Regions from separate parts of the Mus musculus genome. Here region 1 is linked to region 2. A link is a contact called in public Hi-C data. All regions are on one chromosome and are shown on one strand. Each heading gives the region's core, a stretch centred on a gene start, on an enhancer-like site or on the middle of the called end of the contact. The rest is flanking DNA. Distances are from core to core; before and after follow the strand shown. Region 1 overlaps Fubp3 (far upstream element (FUSE) binding protein 3). Region 2 overlaps Hmcn2 (hemicentin 2).

Evidence for each region. Hi-C and Micro-C count contacts between places; a contact is called where the count stands out from the background.
Region 1: a contact with region 2 is called in a Hi-C map of Sertoli cells, with 6 times the contacts expected there. The contact joins two enhancer-like sites. A contact is called at or near these places in 2 of 484 Hi-C or Micro-C datasets (Sertoli cells and nephron progenitors).

Annotation. Positions count from the first base shown.
Region 1 is chr2:31,587,888-31,590,757 of GRCm38.p6, reverse strand. The region is part of intron 2 of Fubp3 (far upstream element (FUSE) binding protein 3); the gene reads right to left. Among named protein-coding and RNA genes, the nearest start is that of Fubp3, 17 kb to the right of the region's middle. Within about 2 kb of position 1,392, at least 14 of the 459 cell types and tissues checked have an H3K27ac peak or open chromatin away from gene starts, as enhancers often do. A contact at or near this core is called in Sertoli cells, where this site is marked.
Region 2 is chr2:31,362,340-31,365,039 of GRCm38.p6, reverse strand. Hmcn2 (hemicentin 2) reads right to left here. Exons shown (of 98, transcript NM_001370902.1): 19 at 679-823. Among named protein-coding and RNA genes, the nearest start is that of Hmcn2, 49 kb to the right of the region's middle. Within about 2 kb of position 1,274, at least 3 of the 459 cell types and tissues checked have an H3K27ac peak or open chromatin away from gene starts, as enhancers often do. A contact at or near this core is called in Sertoli cells, where this site is marked.

The sequences.
Region 1 (2,870 bases), core at 143-2,642, 230 kb before region 2:
GCTATTATTCTAACTGCTTCCCTGACACATGGAGGCATCACAAACACTAGAACCAAACCTGCACACACCACTACTCCCACATACACAGCCTTCAAGGGCCATGGCACCAAAGGAGAATACCAGATTCCACCAAGTAAGTGCTCAACCTCAGGTAAGCTGAGAAGCCCAAAATCCACCCTACCCCCTCTCGACACAAGCATAACACAGAACTGCATGTGTGGTTCCAATCATCTATCTTATTGGGCACCTAAAAAAAACCCCAAAATCAGCAATGAGAAAGGATGTTGGGCAATGTACATGGCAAATGGCATGTCTTTTCAGGTCTCCTCTGCCCTCCTGGTGGCCCGTAGGACACTACCATCTCACTTTCTGAGTTCTCCTAGCTAATTCCAGCACACTGGCTCACACAGGGTCATTCTCACTGACCCTGAACCCCACACAATGGAAACTACCTGGGATGCTGAGGGGAAATCAACTTCTTAGACATGAGGTAGCTGACAATGTAAGACGTTCTTTCTGAGGAAAGCAACAGCCTGCTAGCTTCAGCAATAATCTTGAAATAAAAAAAGTATGGTGCTAAGCATACCCTTTCCTTGTTTTTCTTTCTGCAAAGAATTGCTAACAAAGTATCCCTAGACAATAAACCTAACTTTATAACAAGCAACAACTTTAATATTCATCTGTCCCTTTCCCTACCCCAGGTGCTTTGGGCAGATTCCAGAGTGCAGCCCTACCAGAAGAGAAATGGCAGGACTTTTATACTCAGCAAAACCAAAACCAAGTTCCTCAGGGGTTTTTATTGTTGTTGTTTTGTTTTCATGGTTTTTGTTTTGTTTTGTTTTTTGAGACAGGGTTTCTCTGTGTAGCTCTGTCTGTCCTGGAACTCAGAAATCCACCTGTCTCTGCCTCCCAAGTGCTGGGATTAAAGGCGTGCGCCACCATGCCTGGTTTCCTTCTCAGTTTTTGTTTTAAGTCTACCCGTGTGCAAGAGCACCTTTATGTGCAGTGGGGGCTTCCTGGAGGTTCAGATGACGACTTGAGGTCAGCACTGGAGTATACAACTGTATACTACAGCTAACAGGCCTCCATGCTCCTGGGGAATGCTGGGACTAGATACTGTCCAGAGCCCAGACTCCAGGCAGGTCCTCCTGTTCTCACAGCAGGTGCTTTCTTACCCAGCCCTCCGCCGCAGAGTGTTATCACTCCTCCCTGTGGCCTCCCTTTGGCTGTCTTCTGATTATAACCAGCCCTTTCCCAGTCTCAGTTAAGGTCAGTGACGCCCAGGTGGTTAAGGGGGACACAAAGGCTTCCTGTGTCCCACACAGCCAACTCCTGTCCCAGACAACACACCTTGGCTGAACCCAGCTGGAAGATCTTGAGCAAGTAATCTGTTACTGGCTTTGCCAACTACTTTTTGTTTGTCTTCTATTTTTGAGTACTGGCTGTCCTGGAAATCACCATGTAAACCAGGCAGATCTTGAACTCACAGAGATCTGTCTGCCTGTCTCCCTAGTGCTGGGATTAAAGGTGTATGCCATCATGCTTGGCCTCCAATGACTTATTTTTGAGAACTGAGAAAAGGGAAGTGAAGACAGGAGAACTGAGGGTTCCAGGCCTGCCTGGTGTATTTGGTGACACTCTCAACAAAGACAGAATAGGCAACTGCTTCATAGCTCCTCACTACTGAGCTTGCCTTCTTTCCTAATTCCTAACTTAACAAGGGTAGGTTCTGCCCAGCTCCCAACCCCTTCTTTGGATCGTGACCAAATCCTAAGCATGCTTGTCCTGACGCTCAGGTTTCTTATTCTCTTTCAACGACACCCCTCACACCCCCATACAACATGTAAGTTTCTTCTGAATCCTAACTAAAAAGGTGTAGTGCTTTCTTCCTCTCCCACATCTTCTTCCTAACAGCTCTGAGAGTCACAAACTACAAGTCTGGCAGTTTCTCTCAGACTGGAATAAACTAGTCTGCAATCTTCAAACAAACAAACAAACAAACAAACAAACAAACAAACAAAAGTGAAAATGAGTTAGGAATATGCCAGCTAGCCCATCGCTTTAGAGGTAAAGAATCAGGAGTTTGAAGCTATCATCAAAAAGTGCAAATTCAAGTTTGTCTCAGTGTCACTCCTGCTTGCTCATGAGCAGAAAAGGCCAGCAGCAGCAGCTACATGAGGCACTGCCTCCACCATCTCTACTGTCCCATTGCCAGGGAGATGCTGTCATTAGCAGCCTTCTAGGGCAGAGCACAGGACACTGCACACTCATCCAAGCTGCCTGGATCCACATGGACTTTCTTGTTTATCCTGGTACTTTCAGATCACTGTTTAGAAGGTGCTGAGGATGGAGCCCAGACTCTCCTGCACACTAGGCCAGTGTATGACCACTGAGCTGCACCTCCATCCTGTAATAGCACTTCTGTTATTCCTCATCCATCACATAGGGCCATTTGGATGCTTAAGAGTCAAGCATGAATAAAAACCTGCACCCCTTTCCCAGTGTACCTTAAAGCCAAGGCCTGACCCAAGAACAACAGTGTAAGACTGAGTGAAGAGCAGTGGCCTGAGGCCATCACCACACCCAGCCCTTTTAAGGACCAATGTGATGATAGTGAAGGCTTACACTGTTTTAATGTGTATACTAACTAGTTCTGATGGACATAGGATTTAACTTACTCATGAGTTTGTTTTTAAAAAAAAAACATGGGAGTCTTTCTCTCTCTCTCTCTCTCTCTCTCTCTCTCTTTAAAAGATTTATTTATTATATGTAAGTACATTGTAGCTATCTTCAGACACCCCAGAAGAGGGCTTCAGACCTCATTACAGATGGTTGTGAGCCACCATGCGGTTGGTTGCTGGGAATTGAAC
Region 2 (2,700 bases), core at 25-2,524:
GTTTAGAAAAATACTTCAGGGAGGGTATAGGGGACTTTTGGGATAGCATTTGAAATGTAAATGAAGAAAATATCTAATAAAAATTTTTTAAAAAAGAAAAATACTTCAACTGAAAAACATATTGTCCCTTTGTAAATAAAAATAATAATCACTTGAAATGTTTCAATTCTACCAGGCACTAGAAGCTACCTAGAGTCTATAGGGGGATGTGACAAGTCCTGTACAAATCCTATCTAGGGTTTTCTGTAGCCCAGGCTAGCCTCTTATTCACTAGTGTGACTTTGAGCTCCTGGCTCTCCTGCCTCTATCTTCCAAGTGCTGGGGTTACAGGTGTGCATCACCACATCTTGTTCATGTGAAAGGGATGGAGCTCAAGGCCTGGACATGCCAGGTGGGCGCTCTACCAACTGAGCCACATGCCCAGTTCAGATACTTGAGCATGTATGGATTTTTATAAGCAAAGGATGTTTGGAAACCAATTCACCATGGCTACTGAGGGAGAGCTGCAGACAGGGCACATGTATAAAGTATAGAAACTACAACTGGCATTTTATCTACTGACAGTATAGGAATATGTCAACTCTAATGTCCCTGCAGTGAAGACATGTTGTTCAAGATCAAGTTGTCTCACGTGCTTTCTCTCGGTCCGCCACCACCATCTTGGTATCTAAGACTCACCCTGGACCACCAGCTCCACATCTCGGTGCTGAGAGCCTGCCACATTGGTGGCCACACAGCTGTATCTTCCAGCATCTTCTTGCAGGGCTCGGTCAAGGTGTAGGCTGCCGTCAGCACGGACAGCATGCCGGTTGCCTGGGGGGAGCTGGTGGGGGCAGAGAAGCAGGAGCACAGATGAAGCTTCTCTGTCCTCCAGGCCATCTCAGGGTGCTGGACCAAGAGGCCGGGGACCAGAGCTGGTAGAAGAGCCTGGTTGGGTGCACATTCAGCCCTCATCCTTCTCTGAGACCCACCATCTCCTGAGATCAACAGGGTAAGGGGGGAACTCCTCAAGGAGTCTACCATATTTAACTGCACAGGCTGCAGAGGAAGTAGTGGGGCTAAAGATTGCCTAAGTAGAGCCCATACACCTAAGACACACTCCATGTGCCACATGTATGCACAGAGCCACACCTGCTCAGAGCCCAGCTGGGGAAGGGAGGGAGGAAGGGGAGAAGGAGAGAAGAAGGGAGGAGAGGGAGCAAGGGAGGGAGGCAGCCCATGCCAGTGTTCACTGTACAGGGCTGTCAGGGCAGAGATGTCAGTACTATGCCTTTTGGTCTCAAGGTCAAGTTAACAGAGGAATCCTTTAATGCCTCTCTGCAGCCTGGCTTACAATCTTGCCTGCGCACTGAGGACCCTAGGGGGTTTCTAAACCAAAGATAACAGTGGTATGATCGCTAACCTCAGAGGTTCTGATTTCACTGGTAAAGCTGAGGCCAGGATAAACAACCATCTCCCAAAGAGACTCTAAATCACATCTGTGCTAGAAGGAAGCCATCTAAGTTGGGGGATCAAAGGCACAAGAGATAATGCTGTATGTGGGACTTGAAATGGGGTTGGCAAACTGTCTGCGTCAAGCGTCAGAGGTGAACTATTTTAGGCTGCATGATTTCTGTCTCAGTTGCGCATTTTGATCCAAGCATAGACTAATCGTGAGGGGATGTGTGTCAATAAAACTTTATTTAGAACAAAACAAAACTTTATTTAGCATGGGTTCAAGCCTCTGAAGTATGGCCATGGGGTTAAAGCCCAGCTTGGCCACCTACTAGCTATTTGATTTTAAACATGCTGTTTACCTTCTCTAAGCCTCAGTTTCCCTATCTGGTGAATGGGGAAAATAACTAGATATGAAGGATGCAGAAGAGAACCAGGAGTGGCTTTTATGTCACTTGTTTTGCCATTAGCTCAGCACAGGGAAGAGAAGGATAAGCAAGGGCGACTGGAAAGGCGTTCTAGCGGCAGGAACAGCATGGGCTAGTGCGTGGACACATGATTATCTAGCCGGATGGGAAACTGAGGCAGGAATTGTTAGGATGGGGTGGGGGGGTGAGGAGGTGGGGTGGTGAGATGCTTAGACATGTTTGAGCCTGCAGCAGGTGGCAGGTGGCTCTGGCAGGGACCACAGTGTGGTTGGAGCTGTTCCTGCTGCCTGGTGGTGGGTCAGGCCAGGAGCAGATCATGGGGAGCAGAAAGCACAAGCAAGCTCTGCTGTCTTCCTGAGGCATGCCACCTGCCCGGCAGCTGGTGCTTTAAGATGAACATGAACTGAGGAGAATCCTTTATGGTCTCCAGGGCACAGAGCTTTCGAGGGTAATGGCCCAGGGAAGTCAGAAAACACACAGGGCACAGGGTGATGGTATAGACGGCCCTGTGCCATGGAGTGAAGAAATGGCCCCTGCATGTGCTGCTATGAACTGAACCACACAGGGCACGGGCTCTTCCTGGAAACATCACAGCAGGGTGGTTTGGCCACTCTGCATGCTCTCTCCTCAGACCCTCCCCTGCACCCTCCCTCCTCAGACCCTCTCCTACACCCTCCCTCCTCAGACCCTCCCACTGGGCAGTAAGCAGGGACATGGTAGCACAAATGCCAGCAATTCATGAGACAGGTGATTCTGGGACAAACCAGGACAGAGAGTGAGGAAGAAGGGAACATTCCAAAATGGGGTAGCTTCAAGGCCAGGGCTAAGGTGTGGCTGT